Regions from separate parts of the Mus musculus genome. Here all the other regions are linked to region 7. The links are chromatin contacts, called in public promoter capture Hi-C maps. All regions are on one chromosome and are shown on one strand. The core of a region is the stretch at or near the end of the contact, and the rest is flanking DNA. Distances in the headings are between cores, read along the strand shown.

Evidence for each region. Promoter capture Hi-C pulls out the DNA fragments that hold promoters and counts their contacts.
Region 1: a contact with region 7 is called in a promoter capture Hi-C map of the C10 cell line, with 4 times the contacts expected there. The contact joins the promoter of Trim34a here to the promoter of Tpp1 in region 7. A contact is called at or near these places in 6 of 39 promoter capture datasets (the C10 cell line, cranial neural crest, liver and 2 more) and 1 of 9 other capture datasets (adipose tissue).
Region 2: a promoter capture Hi-C map of pre-B cells shows a contact between it and region 7, with 8 times the contacts expected there. The contact joins the promoter of Ppfibp2 here to the promoter of Tpp1 in region 7. A contact is called at or near these places in 6 of 39 promoter capture datasets (cranial neural crest, frontonasal cranial neural crest, hematopoietic stem and progenitor cells and 3 more) and 1 of 115 datasets of contacts at active chromatin or transcription factors (embryonic stem cells).
Region 3: a promoter capture Hi-C map of liver shows a contact between it and region 7, with 8 times the contacts expected there. The contact joins the promoter of Olfml1 here to the promoter of Tpp1 in region 7. A contact is called at or near these places in 11 of 39 promoter capture datasets (cranial neural crest, embryonic stem cells, frontonasal cranial neural crest and 7 more).
Region 4: a contact with region 7 is called in a promoter capture Hi-C map of second pharyngeal arch cranial neural crest. The contact joins the enhancer-like site here to the promoter of Tpp1 in region 7. A contact is called at or near these places in 10 of 39 promoter capture datasets (cranial neural crest, embryonic stem cells, frontonasal cranial neural crest and 6 more) and 2 of 115 datasets of contacts at active chromatin or transcription factors (astrocytes and stem cell-derived neural progenitor cells).
Region 5: a contact with region 7 is called in a promoter capture Hi-C map of second pharyngeal arch cranial neural crest. The contact joins the enhancer-like site here to the promoter of Tpp1 in region 7. A contact is called at or near these places in 7 of 39 promoter capture datasets (cranial neural crest, frontonasal cranial neural crest, hippocampal neurons and 4 more).
Region 6: a contact with region 7 is called in a promoter capture Hi-C map of cranial neural crest. The contact joins the enhancer-like site here to the promoter of Tpp1 in region 7. A contact is called at or near these places in 8 of 39 promoter capture datasets (cranial neural crest, frontonasal cranial neural crest, hippocampal neurons and 5 more).

Annotation. Positions count from the first base shown.
Region 1 is chr7:104,243,203-104,246,716 of GRCm38.p6, forward strand. It overlaps Trim34a (tripartite motif-containing 34A), which reads left to right and starts at 1,255. Exons shown (of 8, transcript NM_030684.3): 1 at 1,255-1,390.
Region 2 is chr7:107,593,429-107,596,836 of GRCm38.p6, forward strand. It overlaps Ppfibp2 (PTPRF interacting protein, binding protein 2 (liprin beta 2)), which reads left to right and starts at 1,623. Exons shown (of 25, transcript NM_008905.2): 1 at 1,623-1,951.
Region 3 is chr7:107,566,108-107,569,803 of GRCm38.p6, forward strand. Olfml1 (olfactomedin-like 1) reads left to right here and starts at 1,326. Exons shown (of 3, transcript NM_172907.3): 1 at 1,326-1,787. The coding sequence starts at 1,659.
Region 4 is chr7:107,707,404-107,710,629 of GRCm38.p6, forward strand. It overlaps Ppfibp2 (PTPRF interacting protein, binding protein 2 (liprin beta 2)), which reads left to right. Exons shown (of 25, transcript NM_008905.2): 7 at 1,377-1,469. Among named protein-coding and RNA genes, the nearest start is that of Cyb5r2, 49 kb to the right of the region's middle. Within about 2 kb of position 1,283, at least 168 of the 459 cell types and tissues checked have an H3K27ac peak or open chromatin away from gene starts, as enhancers often do. A contact at or near this core is called in hematopoietic stem and progenitor cells and second pharyngeal arch cranial neural crest, where this site is marked.
Region 5 is chr7:107,650,057-107,653,545 of GRCm38.p6, forward strand. Ppfibp2 (PTPRF interacting protein, binding protein 2 (liprin beta 2)) reads left to right here. Exons shown (of 25, transcript NM_008905.2): 3 at 2,962-3,176. Among named protein-coding and RNA genes, the nearest start is that of Ppfibp2, 57 kb to the left of the region's middle. Within about 2 kb of position 1,800, at least 6 of the 459 cell types and tissues checked have an H3K27ac peak or open chromatin away from gene starts, as enhancers often do. A contact at or near this core is called in second pharyngeal arch cranial neural crest, where this site is marked.
Region 6 is chr7:107,673,726-107,676,954 of GRCm38.p6, forward strand. The region is part of intron 3 of Ppfibp2 (PTPRF interacting protein, binding protein 2 (liprin beta 2)); the gene reads left to right. Among named protein-coding and RNA genes, the nearest start is that of Ppfibp2, 80 kb to the left of the region's middle. Within about 2 kb of position 1,641, at least 5 of the 459 cell types and tissues checked have an H3K27ac peak or open chromatin away from gene starts, as enhancers often do.
Region 7 is chr7:105,750,422-105,753,821 of GRCm38.p6, forward strand. It overlaps Tpp1 (tripeptidyl peptidase I), which reads right to left and starts at 1,814. Exons shown (of 13, transcript NM_009906.6): 1 at 1,750-1,814; 2 at 1,561-1,632; 3 at 1,169-1,308. The coding sequence starts at 1,766. It overlaps Dchs1 (dachsous cadherin related 1), which reads right to left. Exons shown (of 21, transcript NM_001162943.1): 21 at 2,568-3,400. The coding sequence ends at 3,037.

The DNA.
Region 1 (3,514 bases), core at 5-2,504, 1.5 Mb before region 7:
TTTCCAGACTTCCTCAGTTACTACCTTGGTAACAGTTCCCAGACCTCCCCAGCAAGTTTCCTGCCCTCACACCCAGGTAATAGAATGTCCATAGAGATGGACCCAATAGATTAACATAGAGGTCCCTACCTCAGAATTCCCTAATGAGCCTTAAATCAGACCAGCAAGCTCTCTTGGGTGTCTCTATCTTGGTAATGGGAGACCCCAGCTTGCTGGACTTCTGCAGAAATCTATCTTTACATTTGCATACCAGTTGAGTTGGGTGTCATTCTTCTTTGAATTATGGACCCTTACAACTTCACTGGCACCATTCCCTGCTGCAGGCATGGTTTCCCTTTCTTGTTTATTGGGTAGACTTGATAATTCTTGAGGGGGGTGGGTAAGAAGAGAGAAAGAGAGAGAGACAGAGAGACAGAGAGAGAGAGACAGAGAGAGACAGAGAGAGAGAGAGACAGAGAGAGAGACAGAGATAGAGAGAGACAGAGACAGAGAGACAGAGAGAGAGAGAGAGGAGCACTACCAGCAGGGAACATGTGGAGAGGGGACAGGGGGAAGGAGAAAGGGCTCAGAGAGAACAAGGAGGGGCCAAACAGTCCCTTTTATAGCAAGCCAGACCTACCTGACTGTTGCTAGGTAACTGTTGAGTGGAGCCTAAAAGGAATGTAAATGTGCTAACCTGGAAGGGATTGGGGATGGAGACACTTGAGAAGGTCAAAGTGGACAAAGGTCAGTGCAAAGCTGCAGATTCTATTTTCATAACCAAAGGGTTATTGTTATTCACAAATTAAGCAAAAGACCGTGCTTTTTTTTTTTTTTTTAATGTGTTCCCATGTATTCCTGGGTTGTTGTTCCCCTAACTGAACACCTTTAAACATTAAGGAACTCAGAGACCACCCTCAGATGGTGACTAGATAAAAATACCGCTGCTGTCTGGCCTGAAAAAGATTGTAAGAAACTGTATAGCTTGCTGGGCCATTTGTTTTATTTTCGGCTCACACGTTAATAAAAGTTTCTCGTGTTTCTTTTGAGTTCGTGGCTGCCTTCTTGCTGAGTGAAATCTTCCCTTAACATGGTCTTTAACCACCTGATGTAAGTGACAGCCCTTAGCTATGGCCACCAAAAAGCTCTTCCTGGCTGCTGAAAACTTCTCCTCTAGCCTTGGATCACCAGAGTCCCTGCATTGCCATCTATTGGTGGCCTAGAGTTTTGCCAATACTTAGGACTCAAAAGTTTCCTCCTCTTTCCTGTATCCGCTGGTTTGGAGTTTCAGTTTCTTTTCTCTGCAGTCAAAAAGGGAGGGGCTGCTGGTTGGTTTGGCTGGCTGAAACCAGTCCCTGGCTTTTCCTCACCGCTTCTGTCTGGAGGAAAGATCTCCCCTTCCAGGTCGGAGGTGAGGGTCCAAAGGTGTGTGCGAAAGTTTGTCCAGGGTGGAGGGAGGGAGACCCTAAAAGGAGAGACTTCAGTGACGCTTAGGAGAGGCTTATTTGCTCACAGATCACAAACCGCAGTGATCTGAAGTTGAGAAAAAGAGTTCGTGAGGAATCGAATTGAAATTGAGCAGGAAGGTCTTTTTTTTTTTTTTTTTCTGGAGAAGCCCCTTCTTTTGCTGGGGCAAGCACTTCCTGTTTCCTTCTGCTCTGCTGCTGTGATACACCTTGTAAACAGGTCTGGAATCTCAGGAGCCCTCCCCACCCCCCGCGTCCCCTCCTCTTCTCTCCCTTCTCCTTGTTTCCTCTCCCCTCTGCCTACTAAGATACTGTAGAGTTTCAGGGGTTCAGTCTAAGAGGAGCCTCTATTCCCCTCCTTGCAGCCAAAGGGGCTATCAGTGACCTTAACATCCTGAGCCCTTGATTTACTTGAAAACCCGCCCCCGTGTCACTTTCTAACTATATGTACCTCTGAAGAGCCACTCTTAGGATTCCATGTTTACTTAAACAGAGATTTTTTTTTTAAATACGTATTTATTATTTATTTTTGAGGCCCGTTTCACCGCCTTACTGAGGTTGGTCCTGGAGTTCTGGGGTCAAATATCACCCTACCTCAGCCTCTTAAAGTAGCTGGGACTGCAAGCTTGTGCCTTCCCAACCCCCTCACCCCTCCACCTGCTTGTTTCTGTCTCAGTAGCCATAAGAGATCCTGGTGTCCTCACCTGGCTTAGGCCTTATTGATCATTCTTGCTTGCATCTTTGCACTAAAAGTTATATCAGTTCTTTTTTTTTTTTTTTTTGCTTAGATAGTAAACAAGAGTTAGGTATTGCTCTGGACAGAGCCTAGGTGTTCTTGGTAAGATATTGATCCTGAATATTTTCCATGTTAGGCTAATATATGGGCATTTTGCATCTTCATAGATGGTTTAAACACCTGCCCGCCATTGTCCAGTACTTTCACTTTTCAGAATTCACCACATCTCCTTTTTCTGAATCTGCACTGCAATGCTAGAGAGTTTAGTCATGGCCAAACACAGAAGATAATTAAGGTGTCTCTCTCTCTCTCTTTTAATTAAAAATGTCAATGGGAAAAAGCGTGTTTTGGCATAAAAAAGCATACTAAGCACCCATTCAATATTTATCTAATATGAAATAAATCGACATGCTTATACTCCAGCTAGGAATGACAATAAGAAGAACTAAGTAGCTTATAAACTATGCAGCTTTTGTTTTCAGACTAAGCAAACAGTTCAATATAATCTCTTTTACCTTATTTTGTTTTGGGTTTTGGTTTTTGGAAACAGGGTTTCTCTGTGTAGCCCTCGATGTCCTGAAACTAGCTTTGTAGACACAACTGGCCTTGAACTTAGAGATTTGCCTGCTTCTGCCTCCCAACTGCTGGGGATAAAGGTATATGGCACCACCTCCTGGCTTTTCAGTAGGATCATAAGGAAGTTGAAGCTTTAACACAGGTGGGCTTTCCTTAAATCTGAGAGGAAGATGTTCCGGAGGAGCTGCAGAGAAAGGAACAGGAGGTGGGTGGGCTTGAATGATGCTGCAGAGAGAATATGGCTGGGGGGTCTCCAAGGTAAAGAGAGGGCTAGGAAGAGACTGCATCCTAATGCCTTCAGATTCTTGCTGTCATCAGAGAAAGAATCCAGAGATGAGGCTATGTGAGGAGTGGGAGGACGTTTTATGACAGAGCAAGTACAGGTCTGGTGCAGGTTGATAATGCCCTCACTTAGGAGGTGTAGGCAGGACAATCAGAAGTTAGGTCCAGGCCAACCTTGCTTATCCAGCCAGTTTGACACCTGGCCGGGGCTACATGAGACCTTGTCTCAAAAATACAGATTAAAAGAAATAATAAAGAAGAAGAAAAATGAGAATGAGAGAGAACTCAAGTGTGCCACGTGTGTGTGACTTCAGAGGTCAAAAGGGGGTTTCAAATCGTGTAGATTAGAAGTTATGGATGTTGCGAGTCAGCATGCAGGTTCTGGGAATTGAACTTGGATGCTCTGGAAGAACAACATGCGTCTCTAACCACTGAACCATCTCTCCAGACATCATAGTGATGTTTAAACTTTTCT
Region 2 (3,408 bases), core at 373-2,872, 1.8 Mb after region 7:
CTGTATCGTTCACGTGTGCTTTTCAGTTCCACTCTGGTTGGATTTAAATGAAGATTGATGGTGTCTCCATGACCCACAGAAATGGTTATTTATTATATTGCTGCACATTGGAATCACCTGGGGAGCTTTTCAAATTCCGAATATGCAGGTTATCCTCTCCAACGCCAAGAGATCAGACCCTCTGGAGATGGGAGGAGAGCGTCTGTACTTTTTTTTTTGTTTTTTGGTTGTTTTTTTTTTTTTTTTTTTTTTTTTTTTTTTCGAGACAGGGTTTTTCTGTGTAGCACTGGCTGTCCTGGAACTCACACTGTAGACCAGGCTGGCCTTGAACTCAAAAATCCACCTGCCTCTGCCTCCCGAGTGCTGGGATCAAAGGCGTGCACCACCACGCCCGGCGTCTGTACTTTTAAAGCTCCTTCCCAAACTGCACAGAAGCTTGAGAAAGCCAAGTTCATAAAACATTTTACAAAATAATTGTATAGTTCTGAGAAAATGCTGCAGTTTCTGGGGGCCTGGGGGAAGAAACTGCCCCCGTGGCCCCAAGCTACCAGTGGGATTTGGAACTGCCCACACTTGAACTTATATGAACTGCGCAGGCTCTGTTTCCAAAAGCCTCTCACCCGCTATTTTAAGGAAGTGAAAGAACCGAAGGGTGTCCTGCTGTGACACAAGTCTGGGGCCCCAATCTTCCTCTACTGGCTTTGCCTTTGCTCTGCTGCTGGCCATGTCCCCGCAGTGCTCACACACCTGTTTGCCACAGTATTTATGATCTTCTGTTCATGTGTGCAAGCCTCTGGTCATACCAGTAATTTTAGACTAATTTTGAAAAAAAAAAAAAAAAAAAAAAGACGAGTCGTGTCTGTCAACACTCCAGGTGTAAGCAACTGGAGTCCAGCTTAGTAGAGACTCCTGCCAGAGTCCCTGTATCCCTGCCATCTGAGGCCCTGGAGATTCTAAGCAGATAAAATGAGCAACCGGCCCTTGGAGGCCCGGGTAGGGCAAGCAGCTGTGGTAAAACCCAGGGCCTTATGCACGCTCGAGGTAGGTGCTGGGATTCGGTCTCCAGGTTTTTTTTGTTTGTTTGTTTTGCATACTTGTACCTGACCTTGCAGGGCACAGGAAGTGTTCTGTCTTCAGCTATTCACAAGACAGAACACCAGAGCTTTAACCACTAGAGGGACCTTCAGGAAAGGCGGGGGGAGCGGCGGCGGAGGTTGAGTTAGACAGATCTAAGAGTGACATGGAACCCAAATTGGGGTTGGTCTGGGCTGATTGGGAATGATACAGGTCTTAGACTACCCTTAATCTCAATGGGGTTACACAAGGCCCGCTGTGTGTGTGTGTGTGTGTGTGTGTGTGTGTGTACGCTTGCGCTTCGGTGCTCCTTTCTGCAATTCTCCGCACGCTTTCCTCGTCCTGCTGACAGATTACAAAAACTCTGGAGACCTGAGCACAGTGGGACACAAGGAAAATGCCTAGGGTCCTTTCTGCGGCCGGAAGAGTGCAAGAGTCCTAGGTGCAAGCAGTGGGCTGGACCCAGAGAGGGGCGTGGTCTCCCGGGAGGGGCGGGGTTTGAGCCAGCACGGGAGCTCTGCCTGGGGGCGGGGCTGACCAGGCAAGTCCCTGTGGAACTGGAACTGTGGCTCTTGGGTCCTCGCGGGCCACTGCGGTGCGGGAGAAGGAGGAGGGGTGGCAGAGGGGCGGTTCCTAGGGGGAAGGTCCCAGCAGCCAGAGAGCCACACTCCGGGACCAGCCTCTCTGGGATCCCCGCCTCCGTCACGTGGGTGCCGAACCGGGTCGGTGCTGGCGGGTCTGCCACTTGGTTGGCAGTTGGTCCTTGGGCCAGTGGCCTGTCACTGGGTTCTCCGCTCTTATGTTGGAAAGTGTGAGGGACACAGGAGCGACCTGCATACCTGAGCCTCCGAGAGAGAAGCTGCACTCTGGCATCCAGGTCAGTGGGTCTCCCTGCCTCGGCTCACCGCTATCCCGGGAACTGAGTACCCCCAGATCCAAGAACTACATGGGTAGTTGGGCGTCTGTGGTCTTTTAGACCTTCGAACGTTTTCAAGACTTGGGGACCCACTTATTTGTCTGGGAGACTGAGAAAAGGGAGCAACTCCCCTGGATTTGCTTGAGTTTTCTACCCGACCTCGCTCTGGATGTGCCACCTGCCCCGCGCTTCTACAGGTGGCAGAGTGGTCCCCAGGATACCGGGGTGTTCCGATATCTCAGAGTTCCGGGCGATTTTGACCCAAGCCTTGAGTCCCGTGAGGGCAGCAGTGGCATCAACTGGAGATACCTAGGTGGGTTTGTTCCATAGACCTTTGGTCCAGAGCGCTTTGGCCAGGAGCAGTTCTGTGCACTAATTGCTAAATGCAACACACTTCCCAAAGGCTCAAGGCAGGATTAGGGTGTGGGGATGCTTCTGTTTTTAAAAGTGGGTCCTCTTCCCTCCTTCCATCCTGACGCCAGACCCATACTTTTCCCTCCGATCAAAATAAGGTTATTATATGTTTAAAAACTAGAACTTCCAAGGTTCCGGTAGGATTCAAATAGGCATTCAGCTCTTTCTTAGAGCACTGAGATATTTGATATAGATCAGTCTTCCTCTTCATATTTTGGTTTTATTTCTGCCTGTGTTCATTTCTCTTGGTCCTTAATTGATTATATTGTAGACTGTAGTGTTTATTAGATTACCGAGTATTTTGTTAAGGTAAATGCTCAACTACAGGAAGGAAGTCAATTACAGACCTAATTAATCTTCAGTCTTAGATTACTATTGGTATACTAAACATGTTATCTGATTAGAAATTATTTCTTTCTTCACCAGCCCGTTTGTATGCATATTTACGTGACTTTGAAGTGGAATATTGTTAAGTCTTTTGTTGTTATTTTCATTTGGGATTTTATTTAAGGCTGATGGTGATGGGAACTGGTGATCTCATTTAGACCCTTGTGAATGCTTAGCTAGGCAAGTGCTCTACCACTGAGCAACAACACTCAGCCCTCACATAATATATTAGTGGTATCACTCTGAGGTTTGATGATGTGCCGATTTTAGTTTATTGCTACTATTGTCTGTGTTTTGGTAACTAAGGCAGATATGCTAAGTGGATGGATAACATAAGAGATACATGTAAGAGATAAAGACAGATGAAGGTTGGAACAAACTTACAGAAATTCTAGGGGTTTGTTTGTTTTTTTTCACCAGAATAAGGAAAATCTGGGTAGGTTTTAAGAAGGATCAATCTATATGAGGGATGTCACAGGAAGATGTTAGCGGTGACCTGGGCCATGGAGAGGTCTATAAGGCAAACTCAGTCTATAAGAAATGGCTACTGGTCCTTCTTGGTTCCTGGCCTGATTGGTAGACAGAACAAAATAACAACAAAACCAATGGTCCCAGCT
Region 3 (3,696 bases), core at 76-2,575, 1.8 Mb after region 7:
GTGGGAAGAAAGACACAGATGTCCGAGGCAGTTTGGTTTTGGTTTTGTTTTGTTTTTAAATAAGGATGTAAGAGAAGTTAGCTAAAGTTCAGGCAGTTTTGGAAGGAGTTCAAAGATGGTTCTCTGAAACAAGAGCAATTGTTCTTAACAATAAGGAGATGGTGCTTGGAACATTACCAAGGATATAGGGAAGAACCAGTTAGCGACCAAAATCATATCAAAGAAGAGGAGAGAGGAACATCTATTAAGAACTAGGATATTCAAGAGCTACCAATAAGAAATGTTCAGATTTTAGATTTCAGCTACTTGTGTATGGATCAAATGCAAACTCAGGTCTTCTACCTCCCGACCAGGGCTCTTTCCATATTCCATAAATGCTCCAATTTCCCCTATTTTAAAAAGTGATTCATTAACAATGCAAAATAAAACAGAACAGAAGATGGAGGTGGGGTCCTGGGCCTGCCTATGGAAAAAGAGGTAAAGGTGGGGAGGCACTAGCACAGGAAACATAAACATGGAAGGTTTTATGGCTTTGCTCCAGCAACGGGATTTCTCTTTAGCTGGCCTGAGGGTCTGGTTTCCAGGCTGCTGCTAATGGGAATTCTGACACTGATGATGGGAAACTCGAGGACTTTCTCACAGTGGGATTACATTTCCTGATGACTCAGTGTCCCAAAAACCACTGTGTCAATCATTCATTCTCATCCTAAAAATTTTCTTCTGGGCCAGGAGAGATGGCTCAGTGGTTAGAAGCACCTGCTGCTCTTGCAGAGGACTGGAGTTCAGTTCCCAGGAATCATATCAGAGAGATTGTAACTCTGGACCCAGGAATCTCTGAGGCCACGTTCTGGCCACTGTGGGCCCCATATTTTCATGCATACATGTGTACATGAATTAAAAAATAAATCTAAAGAAAAAGGAAAAAAATTTTTTTCTTCTAAGTTCAATCCTGACAATTCTCAGCTGTTGGTCTGGGTAGCCAGGCCTGTGCCCACTGTACCCCTCTGCCCACAGAGCAATGCTGCCCTGTACACTTTTCTGAGATGGCATAGATCAGCATTCACATTTCCTTGCTATGCCTTTAAGAGCTACGAGAATGCAAGAAACAGAGGTGGGGTCTCCTAACAGAACTTCTTGGAAAAAGATCCTAGGAATTTCTGCCAGAAACTGAACTGAAATTCCAACACTGAGACCTTGGGGGGTGGCCTGTGTTGAGCTAGGCCTGCGATTGGACTGCACAGTCTATTAAGGAGGAGGGAACCAAAAGTAAAAGAGTTGGGGGAGGGGAGAGGAGAAAAGACCTCCCCTCCCCTTCCCCAACCCGTACACTCTGAACCTGGAAGCTGTAAGTAGCCATTAGCCTGGAGAGGGTCTGTGCATGGCCAAGCTGAGGGCAGCAGACACTGGACCCCCGGAGCTCTCTGCAACCAAGTGAACACGTAAGGCCTGCAGAGACTGGCTTGCCAACAGCTGGACTTGATCACCAGCTTGAAACTGAGATCATGCACCGGGTAGAATAACAAGCGGACTTTGTTCTCTCTGGCTATGCAAAGCGTTGTTTTCCAAGGAATTGCCACAGCAGCAGACAGAAAACCAGAGATCACCACCCGGACCCCTGAGTCGTTTTAGAGAACCAGAGTTCCTGGGAAGTGTGCAGGATGGTGGTGGCCCTTCAAGAAGCTTCTGCTTCCCTGGTTCTCTTCCTTGCAGCATTTCTGCCCCCACCACAACATGCCCAGGACCCAGCCATGGTACACTACATCTACCAGCGCTTCCAAGTCCTCGAGGTAGGTGACCTGTCTTCCCTTCACAGGGAGTATGCCTCTTGGAAGTCACTCTGCTGTGCCCCCACTTTGCTGTCAACTAGGGTGCATGTCTTCCTGATACAGAATGAATCACTGCTAAGATGACATTTACAGATGTGCATAGCCTAGCAGCTCAGATGCCACCTCCATTGCAGGCCGCTTGTACTTTCCCCTGGCAGTTTTTCTAACCTATAAAATGGACATAGTGATAGAATTTAGGTTCAAATGATACTCTGCAGATTTAATAAAGAGATTTCAAATTAGGGATGTTTTATTTGGGTCATTAATCCATACTCAGAACATAGCCTAACTCACTGAGTAAATTCTCAGGTTGTTGAACATTCAAAACCAAATAGTTCAGTCTTCAATGTATGAATTAGAACTCTAGTCATGTTTTCTTCATCTTTTACTATATAGGGATGCTAAGTGATTCCAGCTTTTCTCTTTTCCTTTTTATGATAAACTGTTAAGTGAATATAAGACAATGTGGTGTTACATATGGAGGCTCACCATAGATTTTTGCTTTTTATTCCTAACTGGACTTGGGTTTGGAAATGAGATTTCCCAGCAATGTTAAACAGAGTGAGAGCATTTGAGGTAGAACTTTGTTAGAACAGTCAAAAACCCAGGGTCGGGAACATGACTCAATTGGTAAGAACTAGCCTAGCGTGCAGGAGCCTGGGGTTCAAGGCTCATCACTGCAGAAACCAGGTATGTTTTATGATATCAGCTGTAACAGCAGTACTCAGGGAGTGGAGGCAGGAGGATCAGGGGCTTCAGAGTCATCTTTGGCTAAACAGGAAGTTTGAAGCCAGTTTAGACTAAGTGGGACTCTATACCAAAGCAAAACAACAAGTGAACAAAATTCAATATTTTTATAGGCCAGTCAGGTTTTTAGGAATAAATTTAATCTTCTACTTTGCAATGCTTTGCTCTTATGCAAGTTGAATTGGCATATTATGCATCTTCTGTCTATGACTGTCTTATCTCAAATATTTATTTTCTATATTTTCCTGAAAAAAAATCTGTAAGCCCAAATGATGGGGCCATCTATCTATAGTTTCAGTAAAATAAGGGCATGGAACGAACAATCCAAAGGTGGTTTTTCATACTGTCCATCCAGCAGGTGGAGGCCTGGAATCTGTAGATAAGGCACTCCCAGGCCCTGGGCCTCATACAGCACTTCTTGCTCCCTTCCTGGACATGCTGCCAACCTCACCTGCCTAAAATGCCAAAACTGTGCTCGGGCTTTGGCAGCAGCTAAACTCGTGTGCATTACCCCGTGGTCCTGCCAGAGGGTGTCTGCAGACAAACTGCCTTGCAGCATTTCTGCCCCCTGTAGCTCTGTAGCTGTGTAGATATGTTTGATCTGTAGAAGATAAAGATAGGTCCTTCTTTGACCATTAGGTTCTGGCTGGTGGTGAAGAGACAAATCCCAGGCAGCAGCATTTCTGGCCAGTGCAGAGGCTTGACAACACACGGATACAGGGCCTGTCTGCAAGGCGAATGTGGGGGAGCAAGAAAGGGGAAATAGAGACTTGTGAATTATTAATATCCATTGTCTCTCCATCTCTCTGTCTCTGTCTCTGTCTTCTCAACTACTTTTCCTGTCTCTATCTCTTTCTCTTTCAAGAGAAAAGGCTCTGCATGATTATGAGTAAAAGGTTTTCTGTTTGTGAGGAAGGTTTTAGTCAATGTTGCCAAGTGAGCTTTAACTATTAACACTGACCCAGCAGTCCCATTTCCGTTCACTAATTCTTCCGTTCACCAAATATTCTTTGACTATTACTCTATCCTTAGCTCTGTGCCAGATGTGAGGGACTGGAACTCACTTCTGGAAATATAGTGAAATATATAGATGTGAGGGACTGAAACTCACTTCTGGAAATAA
Region 4 (3,226 bases), core at 33-2,532, 2.0 Mb after region 7:
CATGGTGGCTCACAACCATCTGTAATGACATCTGACGCCCTCTACTGGTGTGTCTGAAGACAGATATAGTGTACTTACATATAAATAATAAATAAATCTTAAAAAAAAAAAGAAGAAGAACAAACCAACAAAGATAACATTGCTGAGTGTTGCCCCTTTCTTGAGGGAGTTTTCAACCAGAGATCCCAGAGTTAGAGGATGCGAGCTTAAATTCCTGCCCTGCTTACCACCTGTACAAATGTGTATGCAGAAGTGATTTACACATCCCTTCCTCAGTCAGGCAGCGTCACTGACTTCCCATCCACAATGCCATAGTGAACACTCATCTGTAGATCTTCCCACCCCGGAGCTCCCCAGTCTCATCTCCAGTGCATGTGACAGCTAATCTCTGTTCCACCTCAGTGGGCAGTCTCACTTTCTGCCTCTACTGGATTCCTCTCTGCATGCCTTCCTGTTTCTCTAGTTTAACCTCCTCGTCAGAACAGGACGCTCATGCTGGCATCTGCGGTTGGCACTCAGCGTTTGTTCTCTGATTCTTACGGCCTGTGAAGCCTCGGAGGCTTGCCACTTCCTCCTCTGGCTCCCCACCTTCCTCACAGAGAAATAGATGCTTCTCTCGCTTCCTGCTCCTCTCTCCACTACCAGGGAAGCTGCCTCCACGTCAGCATCTCTGCACCTTCCACTCCCAAGCTTGACCTGTCTACTTGTGACACCTGTATATGAGCTGGGCACATCTCATGGAGGTTCAGATGTCAGAGGAAGGGGATGCCAGGATATACGAATAAGAGGATAATATTGAGTTTTAGCCTGGGAGGTAGCTTGCTTGGTAAAGTGATGAGCATGAGGACCTGAGTTCTATCTCCATAACAAATGTTTAAAACAAACAAACAAACAAAACTACCACCATCACTACCATCAACAATAAAATAACTCCCCTCGCCCCCTAACCCCACAGTCCCACATGTAGTCCTAGCAGTGTGGGGTGGAGGCACGCAGATGCCTGGGGCTTGCTGGCCAACCAGCAAGAGACCTACCTGTTCTAGAGGAAAAAACAAATTAAAAAACTAAATAATATACCTAAGGTTGTCCTCTGGCCTACATGTGCACATGCAAATGCACACATATGTACATTGCAGTTTCTTCTCTCTCATGTCTGAAACTCCCTGGCCTTCATTTTTAAACGGGCACAACACAGCCTTTCCTGGATCCCAGACCAGTTTAAAGCACAAAGCTGCAGACACGGAGCCTGCTGGCTCCAGACAGCTGTCGACAGTTGCTGCTGGCCCAGCCCCCTCTGCATGAGCCTTATCCAGTTTGGAGCCTTCTTGCTTGCTCCTTATCTGTCACAGCTCTGACATTCTCTCTCTTCTCTTCAGGAGTTACTGCAAGAGCTTAAGCACCTCAAAATCAAGGTGGAGGAGCTGGAGAACGAGCGGAACCAGTATGAGTGGGAGCTGAAGGCCACCAAGGTAACCGGCAGTAGGAGGCACCCGAGGAGGGTGAGGGGTGGGGCCCCTGCTGGGAGGGGCTTCGCTCTCAGGCTTCCCTACAACAGAAGTGTGGAAGTGCAAACCAGCCCCACACAGTGGCACCTAGGCTGTAGTGCAGTTCTGCTGTAAAAAGGTTCCTCATGAGGAGCCTGGGAAACTGAAGTGAGAGCCGCTGAGGTTCCCCGGCCCTACCTCCTTCCCCAGCAGCATCCTTCTGTCCCTGACTTAGCCAAGGAGGTTCTTGGGAGAGTGGGCGAGTGGGCTGGCAGGTGAGTGACAGCAGAACTCGGGAGTGTGACTGTTGGGATTGCTGGAGACACCTGTGTAAACTCAGCAGTTCCTGTCATTATTGGTTTTCTAGAAATAATAATAATCATGCATTTCTCAAACGATAAAGCTTGCTTTATTTATTCAACCAAATCATTTTTACTGTATTGGGGAGCTTGTTGTATAAAGGACACCGAAAAGAAATTCTTTAGTGGGATATTGTTTTCTTCTTTCTTGTAAGTTTCTCCTCATTGAACTGCAGGGGTTAAAAGTAGTGTTAAGTTGGGTAGGTATCTTGGGGCACTTGTCATCCCAACATACCCACAGCATATTGAATCAGGAGGGTCACTTGCAGTTGGAGGCTATCTTAGACTACATAGTGGGTTCCAGGCCAGCCTGAGCTAAATAGCATGCTTCTGTCCCAGAAAACAACAGTACACCAAAACAAACAAACAAAAATAGAAAAAAAAAGATTTAAATATTTTTGTCTGTGTGTTATGTCTTAAAAATGTTAAATTAGTTGTCAGGTGAACAATAGGAAACATAGCACTAAAACTAGTTAAGCTATTTTTAGAGTGTGTGAGGGTGGGATGGATGGAGCACCGATGTTTGGGTAGCATGTGCTCTGGCTACCTGTGGAGGTCAGGGACTTAGGAAGTGGGTCCCCTTGAGTTGTCAAGTTGGGGAGGCAGGAGCTTTTGTCTGTTGAGCCATCTTGTCAGCTCAGGAGTCTGTTGTTTGAAAAATATATAATAAATTCCAAAATGAATAAAAGATCACTGAATCTCCCAATACAGAGAAGAGACTGTTGGAGCAGAAGCAAAGTTCTGGTCACTCTGATCTGCTCACTAGCATTGTGTGGCTGTCACATTACCGGACTGTGCCTTCTGGGGAGTGACAGATAGTAGGATTCAATAACAAAGGGCTTCACTTGGGCATTAGGAGGAAGAAGGAAACTCTAGGTCCAGTTTCTCCTGGAGGAAGCCTGGGACACTGCCACTTAAGAGAAAACACTTCTGCTTTTCCCTTAGGTCCTGTAGAGCCATTCACAGGTGACACCTGGTGACGCTTTGCAGGCATTTCAGTGTTCAGTGTGTGTTCACATTTTTGTTGTTGTTGTTTGCTTGTTTGTTTTTACTTTATTTTTCACTTACTCACTTTATATCCTGCTCACTGCCCCCTTCCTGGTCGGTCACTCCCGCCCCCAATCCTTTCCCCTTCCCTCGGTTCTTCCCCCAATCATTCCCCCATTCCCCTTTTGTAACTCTAATTCTAGGGGCCTGACAAGCCTTACTGGCTTCTGCCATCACTGCCGGCCTGTGGTGCATAATTACACATGTGGGCACATCATGTATGTTTATGTATGAACTCATAAAATAATTAAAATTTTTTTTAAACAGAAAGGAATAAAGATCACTCAGATCACCCAGCTGCTGCCACTGTTACTGGTTCCTCCCTACCAGGTGTTT
Region 5 (3,489 bases), core at 550-3,049, 1.9 Mb after region 7:
ATACATATATAACATACAACACATATATATGTTTAGATATCCATATGTACATATGTATAGTGTTTTGCCTGCTTGTATGTCTGTGTGCCACATGTATGCTGCGCCCATGGAGGCCAGGAGAGGGCATCAGGTCCTTTGGGACCGACCGGAGTTAATAGATGGTCAGTGTGAGCGTTGGGAATTGAACCGGGTTCACTGTGACAGCCGCCAGTGTTAGCTCTTCACCCCCTTAATCAATATTTTACAAATCAGTATATGGCTCCATGTTTCTGGTTCTCTGGACAGCCGTTTCTTTTATGTATACCTATATGAATTATACTTTTGAATATTCTAGAAGTAATTTAAATTCTCACTTAGTTGGTGGTTTGTACCTTTCCTTTTTCAGAATTAGCACACCGCTGAGATCATTATTATGTAGGAATCTTTGATGCACATCTGATTATATTTTCTTAGATTAGATTTGTAAAATTGAAATTTGTTATTAAAAAGGTATGAATAGTTTTACAGTATCTTGCCAAATTGCTTATTACAAAGAATTGGGCTAATTTGTGCGTCTCTGAACAGGTTCTGAGTGTTCACACTATCTGCTTGTCAACAATGATCATTGCATTTCCAACGTCATTAATTTTATTAGTGAAAACTGAATTACCATTCTTAAATGTTTTATGAACTATCCAGAAAACATTTTATTACTATATTTTAATTTCCTATTTGTGTTTTGTGTAGCTGTCCCAGAATTATCTGTGTAAAACTGTATGCCTGTTTTGTGTGGGAGAAGTGAATTCAGATAATTTTTTAACTGATTCATAAGATGTCTCTTTAGGAAGCATCTACTTCTGTTATAATTGTTATGCGTGGTGCCTTCAGTCTTGTTTTTTTTTTTAATGTAGCAGAAGTTAATTTTATATAGTCAGTGTGCAGCGCTTTGTTATATTTTGCTCAGTTACCATTGTGCTTACCAAATCTTAATCTAATCCAATTTTCATCTGTACCTTTATACTTACACTTTAATATTTATATATAATCCATGTCTCTAAAATTTTACTTATGTATGTGGTATAAAATATCCAAGACCACACCATCACATAAAGTTAGTAAAAACCTCTATATTTTCAGTCTCTCTCAGCCCAACTCATTGTCTAGTTCCCTGTATAAAAGTCTTTGCAGTTAGAGTGTGTGGCCTACAGGATGGCTTGGTAGGGAGAACACTTGCTGTGCACACTCATGTCCTGAGCTCAATCCCCGGGACTGAGTGGAAGGAAGAACACCAGCATCCCCAGATTGCCCTGATGCTGCACTTGTCCCATGGCATGCGTGTTGTCCACACTGACCTGTGTGCGCACACACACTTTAAAAACAGAAGGGGTGTGTATTGCAGGGTAATGATTGCTGAGCAATTGTGTGGAGATTGGAGGGCTTGCTGAGTTTCTAACCATTTTCTCCCCTGAGGTTTGGCTTGTGCTGTTCCTAGTCAGCTCTAAACTGGATCTGTAGGAAAGTGCTGAGCACGTACCAGGACATGGGTCCTTGCTCTGTCTTCTAGCTTCCCAGAGCCTGACTTGTTTGTGGATTGTGACCCATAATTCCCTCTGTCATACATTTTCAGAAGGCAAACTGGCAATCAGATTCTGTGGTAATTGTTTCCTTCTGTATGGATTTTTTCCTTCCCAAACTGCTTGGCAAGGATGATTTTGGCTTCTAAAAGTTAAAGGGACCAGAAATTAGATGGCCATAGTGACCCACCAGCTCTCATTTTCCAGGGCAGTCCTAACTGTAGGTGTTTTACCCTATTGGCCTTAATAATCCAAATGCCTTCAAACAGGATCCTTTAAACTACATTTTACAAATTATCTCTAATTGCTGAAAGCACAGACATCCTTTGTTAGACTGTGTGAGGTCAGTTTGGGCTTTTCTGTAGTTGAATGATAGGGTGTAGCAAGACAAAAACCAGTCCTATTTTAGACATACTAAATTAGAAGGAACTGACCCCACATCCCAGATCTCTGAGGGAATCTGGGCACTTACTTTGTTCTCTGTAGCTGTTCCCTTGAGTATTGTGTAGTCATTTGAACGATTTGCAATGCAGTATTTACTGGATGCTGGGAACTTAACTATGCCTGGCATAGACTCTGCTCTCAGAGTCTGCACAGCCCATCATGGGGAGGTGGGCTGTGGACATGCATAGAACCACTACAGTTTTAATATAGCAATCTCCCATTGGAGCATCCAGAATGATCCCACTTTGCTATAATCCATCACCACAATGAGTATAGTAATCCTTTAAAAAATTTTTTATAGTATACTTAGCTGTCCATTACTGTATCCAACTAACCCAACTAACTCAGGTCAACCTTTGCCTATAATTCCATGAGTGTGGTAATGTTCGATAGGGATGGCTCATGTTATGTGACCTGGGATGGCTACTTTGGATTTGGGAGGGCCTACGATGGCTTCACTCACAAGTCTGCCACTGCAGTGAGATGGCCAGTGACAGTTGGGGCTGTCTCCTACAGGGTAGCTGACCTTTGTTACAAGGTGGTTTGGCCCTGAAGAGGAAGAGCAGGAGCTGTCAGTCCTCTTAAGCCCCAGAGCCAGCATTGGCACAGTCCCTTAATCCCATGAGTGAATGGGAGGAGTTTGGAGTAGCCATCTGTGCAGCGTAACACTGACTCAGAAGGAAATAAGTACATTTGAAAAGATGAAGAAGTGGGTCTCGTTGACTTTGGTCACTGGTGAGGGCTGTCTGTGTTTTATCAGTTGTATTCATGTGTGACCTTTGTATACCAGGCTCAATGGGCTTTAGCTGGCTCTGATGGACCTCTCTTCCTACCATTGCAGGTCAGTATAAAGATGCTGCTGCCATGTTCCCATGGTGAGGTAGGAGTAAGCTTCCAGTTGAGAAGTTCACTGTCTATGACAACTTCTCGTCTTACCAAGGTCTCCACCTCTCTTCTGTTCCAGGCACTAAAACAGCTGCAGATTTTAGTGATGGTACCTGTGAGCCTGGGCTGTCTCCCCCATCCACCTGCTTGAACTCCATGCCTGTGCTCCATCTCATTGAGGACCTGAGACTAGCCTTGGAGATGTTGGCACTTCCTCAGGAAAGAGAAGCCCTCCTGAGCCAGGTCCCTGGCCCAACAGCTACCTACATAAAGGAGTGGTTTGAGGACAGCTTGGTGAGTTGGACCATGGTCTGATAAGGAATTGTGGGACTCGCAATGATGCAGCAGTGGAATGCCACCAGTGGCCAGAGCTGAGGGCTTCTCCCTGCATCTCCCAACCCTATCTTACTTTGCATATAGCTTTGGGTACATCACTACCGGGTGGTCCTCAGCAGGAGTAAGAAACCTAGTCAAGCTATTTAAGCTACTCGTTCTGCCTTCTTGTGGTCTTCAATAACTGTTCTGAGGTGAGGAATCCAGGGTCAGATAGACACCCCTAGAATTTTATGTGTGACTTACTGGATTCCCTTAGTGGAGTTTTAAACCA
Region 6 (3,229 bases), core at 391-2,890, 1.9 Mb after region 7:
GCAGAGTGATTTAACTGGCCTAAAGTCTAGATTGAAACAGAAGTAAAACTCTGATTGTTTTTGAAGTGTGTGTCTGTGCACCTCGAGGCCAGAAGATGATACTGTTAGATCTCATGCTGTCTCTCAGTTCTCCACCTTACTCCTTTGAGGTAATATCCCTCACTGAACCTGGAGCTCATGGGATTTTGGCTAGGCTGGTGGCCAGCAAGGTCCAACAGTTCTCCTGTCTCCACTTCACTCCTGCTTCCCAGACCTTGAGTTGTAGGCATGTGCTCAGCATTGCCTGGCTTTTTAGATGAGTCCTGGGGGTTTGAACCGAGGCCGTCATACTTTCATGGAGAGCTCAGTTTACCCTCTGAGCCATCCCCTAGCCCCTCACATTTCAGCTTTTATGACTACTGAAACTCTTTTTTTTTGGTTTTTCGAGACAGGGTTTCTCTGTGTAGTTCTGGCTGTCCTGGAACTCACTCTGTAGACCAGGCTGGCCTCGAACTCAGAAATCCGCCTGCCTCTGCCTCTGCCTCCCAAGTGCTGGGATTAAAGGCGTGCGCCACCACGCCCGGCTGACTACTGAAACTCTTACTGTATTATTATAAACATGTATGTAGCACAAAGGGCTTAGAGTGCACAGCAGATGTTTGTTAAGAGGAAAAAATTGTGGCCATGAAGATCTGACCCAAACCACAGGCACCTTCTCGGGGCAGTGGAAAAGTGAACGTGTCTTCAGCTGTGTGTGCCAGAGGCATGACTCCAGTCCTTGGCCTGCAGTGCATTCTGGGTGGTCATTTGGGCCTTTCTTATGTTCCTTTCCAGCCTGAAAACATTTGGTTATTGTTCCTGTGGCTTGTTTGTACGGATCTTTATAGACACTTCTTAGATGTTCTGATCAGAAATACTGCCTCTTGTTCTCTTGAACAAAGGCGGCGGGGGGGGGGGGGTTTAATTAAAACTTTCAGGAGTGGGAATTAACAGCCTCTAACTGAACCTTGGTCTCTGGGCTTAGTTAGACAAAGCCATTTAAATGATTTCCATATTCTTCTGCGCATTCAAGGGCTGTTTATAATGCTGAGGAATTAGGAAAGCTTCCTGCTTTAAAAAGTGCATTCTGTACTTTTATTCCCACACGTTTTTTAATGTATGCTGACTACCTAGGTGGCCCTCACTGCTCTGTGGACAATCACATTATTACTGAATGAACTGGGTATCTGAGATGAGGTGACTTGCTTGAGATGGCAGCCTGGCTCCTAAAACTACCTGGTCTGTCCTCTTGACAGCTGAGGAGGGGGCAGTAGGAACTCTGAGAATGAATGTGGAAGCCCCCGTAGCATATTAGGGTTCCTCTGCCTTGAAGTTCAGTTGGACAGTGGATGGGTGGGGCCCAGAGAACCTGCAGCTTTGAGTCTCAGAGCTCCCACACCTGCCCATGTGTTCAGCTGTGCAGGACATGCAAGCTCTTTCAATATAGCCTTTTTAATAGGTAGGCTTATATTCTTATTTACCTATCATTGTGCATCTCCCATTTCACCCATATCTTCTGGTCTTCAGTTTCTGTTTTTCTTATCCCACCCCACCCTAGTACATGCCTCTGGGTCAGTTTATTCTTGTATTCATCTCTGTCTTCACCTTCCTGGAGGCAGACAGGTGGTGGATAGAAAGCCAGCCTTTCTACACACAAAGGAGACTCACTGCCCCTTTAATCCCAGTACATCTCACATAGACACGCCCAGAGCCGCACATCAGCTCTTCCTATGATAATCCTGGTTTTAACCACAGTGGTTTTAGAACTGACTGCCTGGTTTTAAAAATTACCAGCGCAAGCAAATCTAGCAAGGGAAGTCAGAATTCCTTTGTAATTCAGTATTATATGCAAATTGCAGGAATTCCTTCCTGTAAGTCTGTTTTCAGAGTAAACTTCAGGGATCATGTGAGACAGATGCATTAGCAAGGCTTTTGGTTACAGAGAACAGAAACTCAGTTTGAACTAGTGCATGGACTAACAGGAAGGCTCTGCTTTCAGACATAGACAGGGAGAAGAGCATCCTGGTTGTTTGGATGATTAGTTTCTCCCTCCATCCCTCTCTCCCCTCTCCTCTTTCTCCCTGCCTCTCTCCCTCTCTTCCCCCCCCCCCCTTTTCCTCTTTCTCTCTTTTCATTGACTCCTTTCTTCTTTCCTGGTTTGTGTGCTTCCCCTTCCTTTTCTGTTCTGCATGCTCCTTTATAACTCATGACTCCTGGCTTCAATAGAGGTGATGCTCTTGGCCCACATTGGACAAGTGATGATTCCATGAAAGCAGAGTTGAGAAGGATCCTCAGCCAAGAGTAATTAATCCAAGCTTTCTTCATTTCTTTTCCATAGCAAAACAGCAAGGGCGAAGTTGCATAGTCTGAGGTTTTTACAAATACGGAAGGTTTCTTTTTGGAGACCTAAGTACTCCTGATAGATTTATTGCTGACTAAAAATGCAGTGTTCTACAAGATGTAAAAAGCCATTTTATTTTTTGTTTGCCTTCAACTTCAGGCTTTCTGGGCAGGAGGAACTTATCCAGAGTAAACATGTCAGAGCTGGAGAGGTGGCTCAGTGGTTAAGAACATTTACTCATGCAGACCTTGGTTCTATTCTCAGAACCTGCTTAGCAGCTCATGACTGTAACTCCAGTTCCCGGGGACCTTGACACCCTCTTCTGACCTGTAAGGGCACCAGACACACATGTGGTACACTGACATATGTGCAGAAAGAACATTCATACACATAAAAAGTAAATAAGTTAAGTAATTCTTTAAAAAAGAAAAAAAGAGTAAGTATCTTAGCTCTCCAGGGACAGATATGAGGGGTTTAACAGGAACCTGTTTGGTCAGTGTTCTTATATAGAGACCCAAATGTCTCTTTATGCAGATACTGCTCCTGCTGGAATCTTAATAGCCAGTTATGTCCTTTTTGGACACACATAAGCTTTTCTCCATTCCTTGACTGTTCATCTAGTAGCTGAGCCTGATCAACTATCAGGATACATCTCAAGATCCCCAGCCAAAAAGAAAAACACCGGGCTGGTGAGATGGCTCAGTGGGTAAGAACACCCGACTGCTCTTCCGAAGGTCCAGAGTTCAAATCCCAGCAACCACATGGTGGCTCACAACCATCCGTAACAAGATCGAACTCCCTCTTCTGGTGTGTCTGAAGACAGCTACAGTGTACTTACATATAATAAATAAATAAATCTAAAAAAAAAAA
Region 7 (3,400 bases), core at 564-3,063:
AGGAGGACTGTGTAGGGCTAGGCATAGTGAGAGTCAAAGGGAAGAAAAGGCTCGAGAGACATGAAACGTCATGGCCAGGAAAAATGCACAGCATGTGTTACCATGGTCACAAAAACTCAAGGACGTTAGTAAACTTTCAATATCCCATTTTAAGCTTATCTTCAAAAAGATTTCCCCAAACTTTTGGAGCCAGTTATACAGAACCTTCTAATTTAGCTCAGCTCTTCATCCTTGTTGATTTTAAACAACATAACGGTGAGTCATTCTTTCCTGCATATGAGGAGCTTCTTGGGTGCTCTAAGGATGCCCCCCCCTCCTCTCGCCTCCATTCTACACACACACACACACACACACACCCTTGCCTCACCATACAGGACTTTAAGCAGGGGAAGGATTCACTCCAGCCTGAGCACCATAGAGAATACTCTAGAATAGAGAAGGGACTGTTCTGGGGAGTGGGGTGAAGGAGAGGAAGCTTCAAACCAGTCCGGGTACTGGGCAGTAATCCAGAAAGAGAATAAACAACTGAGTTGGTAGCAAGAGGAATGGCCAGAGTGGATTAATCCAAAGACAATTTAGGACTTGAACTAGCAACAGAGGAGGGTGTGGCAGTGGCTATGAGAGTGGGGTAAGGTCCATGACTTGATCATGCACACACACTAAGTGCTAGTCCTCCATTTGAGAGCTGGTAGGGTAAGTGAACATTTCAATCTAGATCTGATTATGAATCATGTGTTCTTAAACACAGCTAGCTACCCCACACCCACCATCTTCCTGGCACTTGAACCTAGGGTTTTTCATATGCTCCGTAAGCACCCACCCTATCAATGAGCTAGCTAGGCCTCTAAAAAAAATTGGTTTTAATGTTGACAATATTGCTACACTGCCCAGGCATGCCTTGGATTCAAAATCGTCCTGTTTTAGTCCAAGTAGCTAGGATTATTACCTCATGCTACTAGGCTTAGATTTGTTCTTAGTTTTAAGACTGAAGAACTCAGGTGGAAATTTTGGTGTGTGTGTGTGTGTGTGTGTGTGTGTGTGTGTGTGTGTATGAATATGGCAGTTATTGTCATTTGTCTGTCATACCAGAAACATGGCCCTACATGATCTGCACCAGCCAGTGCCTGCCTGGTCCTGCCTCCCACTTCCTGCCCCAACTGATAGGCACCATATTGAGGAGAGCTAGGATCCGACACAGCCTGCACCAGCTCCGAGAGTCTTTCCAGGTTCCGCTGTTTCAGCGCAAAAGTGAGACTCAGCTCTTCCTCGGGATCCACGCGGCCCAGGGACACCCAGCCTGGAGGCAGCCTACAGGGTCAGGGACATGATTTGATTAGGCCATAACGAGAAATCCAGATCATGGAAAGTTTGGGATTAAGAACTGAGACTTTGGGTCGAATCCTAGATGCAGATAAGGATCATAGGAGATAAATGACCAGAGATTAAGCCGAGGGGGTGTCGAATAAGGCTACAGAGTGGGTACTAGGAGCAGTTGAGGATGAGGAAAGCTAGGACCAAGCGTCTGCAGAGACAGGCACCTGTAGTACTAAATCAACTCACATCCACCGCTGGTCCGGCTCAGGGTTGTAAGTGCATTTGCCGGCGATGACGAGAGCAAGGAGCCCTAGGAGGCTGCAGGGACAGCAGGTGGGTTTCATCAGGAGCCGAACCCTCATTGTACTCCTTCTACAACATGTAATCCCTCTAATGTAATCCCCCTTAGCTACCCTCCCCACCTCAGTTTCTCACCGGGCTTGGAGTCCCATTTTGGCTTTCAGGCTGATCTGTAGTCATGTGATAAGTCACATGAGCATGGTCTGGCACCTCCCCCATCTCCCTGCCTAGTAACTAGTGACGTTGCTGACTCCTCCCTCCCAAATGAGCTGTTCTGAATGCTGGGGCTGCTATTAGAATTCTATGCTGTGTTGAGCATCTAAGCCCAGGGCTCCTCTTCACCTGCTGCCCAAGTCTGTCTGTCTCTAAAGGAATCATAAAGGAGTGGGCTCTGAAGCCCCATAGGTATGGGCTGCTCCTGGCCGTACAATATTAGAAAAACAAGCTCTCAGAGCCTAGGTTTCTTCACTTAAAATTCAGTGACTGTTACGTAAAAGAAATGTGCCTCATACTTGGGAGTAAAAGTGGACATTGCAATAAAGCAAGCCTATGGAGCCAAGACTGACCTGGCAGACTCAACTAATGTGAGCTCTTATGAATGTGGACATTTCATGTTTCCAAGGTGTGTGTGTGTGGGGGGGGGGGGTTGGGGATTTCTTCACTTACCTACTCTTAATAATCACCATATCTTATTCCAGACCCTCAGGCTTAGGACCCTAGACTGCTTCCTACTCTGTCAGTCTCTGCAGGAAACCACTGCAGTTCAAGTCCTGACCATGTTAGAGGGGAAAGCAGCAGAGATCCCAAGGCTAGGCTTCTGAGCTCTCAGTGCCAACCCTACTCCTACATGTCCTGTTGTCCGCCCTCCCTCTGGGCCTCCTTGGCTACTGTGCCAGGTATCCACAGTGCTACGCCAGTGACTTCTGGTTACCCTGACAGAACAGAGCCAGAGGCTGGATACAAACTGCAGTTTATTAAGGCTCCAGAGTGAGAATTGGCACTTGTTCTGGGCAGGGGCAGGGATGTCAGAAGAACCCAAAAGAGCTGGGCCCAGATTGGAGGGACCTCCCCATCCCCCTAACCCCCAATAAATAAAGTCTCAGCTCCATCGCAGGGCGCTGGTGCAGGGCAGGAAGTCTTGGCTGAAGAGAACCCAAGGCTGTTGCCTCATTCTTATTTCTCTCCACACTGGATCTGGCCACAGGTCATGACCAACAGGCCCTCTGTGGTCCTAGTGCTGAAGGAACTGCAGAGAAATGTGGGACCTGTCCCAGCTATAAGAGTTTAAGGTGGAGAGCAGGGGACTGGTGGTGGCCTCCCCATAGTCAGTCATGGTCCGAGGCTGCCCAGGGCAGGCTGAGAATGGGGCCTGCTTTGGGGACACTGGACGTGTCCCAGGTCGGGGCCCAGTTAGGGCCACAGCTAGATGCGCAGCTCTGTGTCATCCGGAGGCTCCAGGCCAGACTCTGTACTGAGTGCTGAAGCTGAGGGGCCCTGGGCTACCCCGAATGGTGAGACAACGGGAGAGCGAGCAGCCAAAGGAGACAGTGAGGGTGAGAAGCTGGGGGACATGGCAGCTGAGGAGAGGGAGCCTTCATGGCTGATAGGGGAGCGGTGAGAGGCTGGTGGGAAGATGGCCCGGGCTACAGCTGTGCTTGCAGGCTTTGGGGGAACAGACTTGGCTCCTGGGTGTGCCACAGCAGTGATGAGGGGTGGTGGGTCAATACGGGGAGCTGGAGGACACGGACGAGCTTCATCCTTGAGCCGAGCAATCTCTGTGAAGACA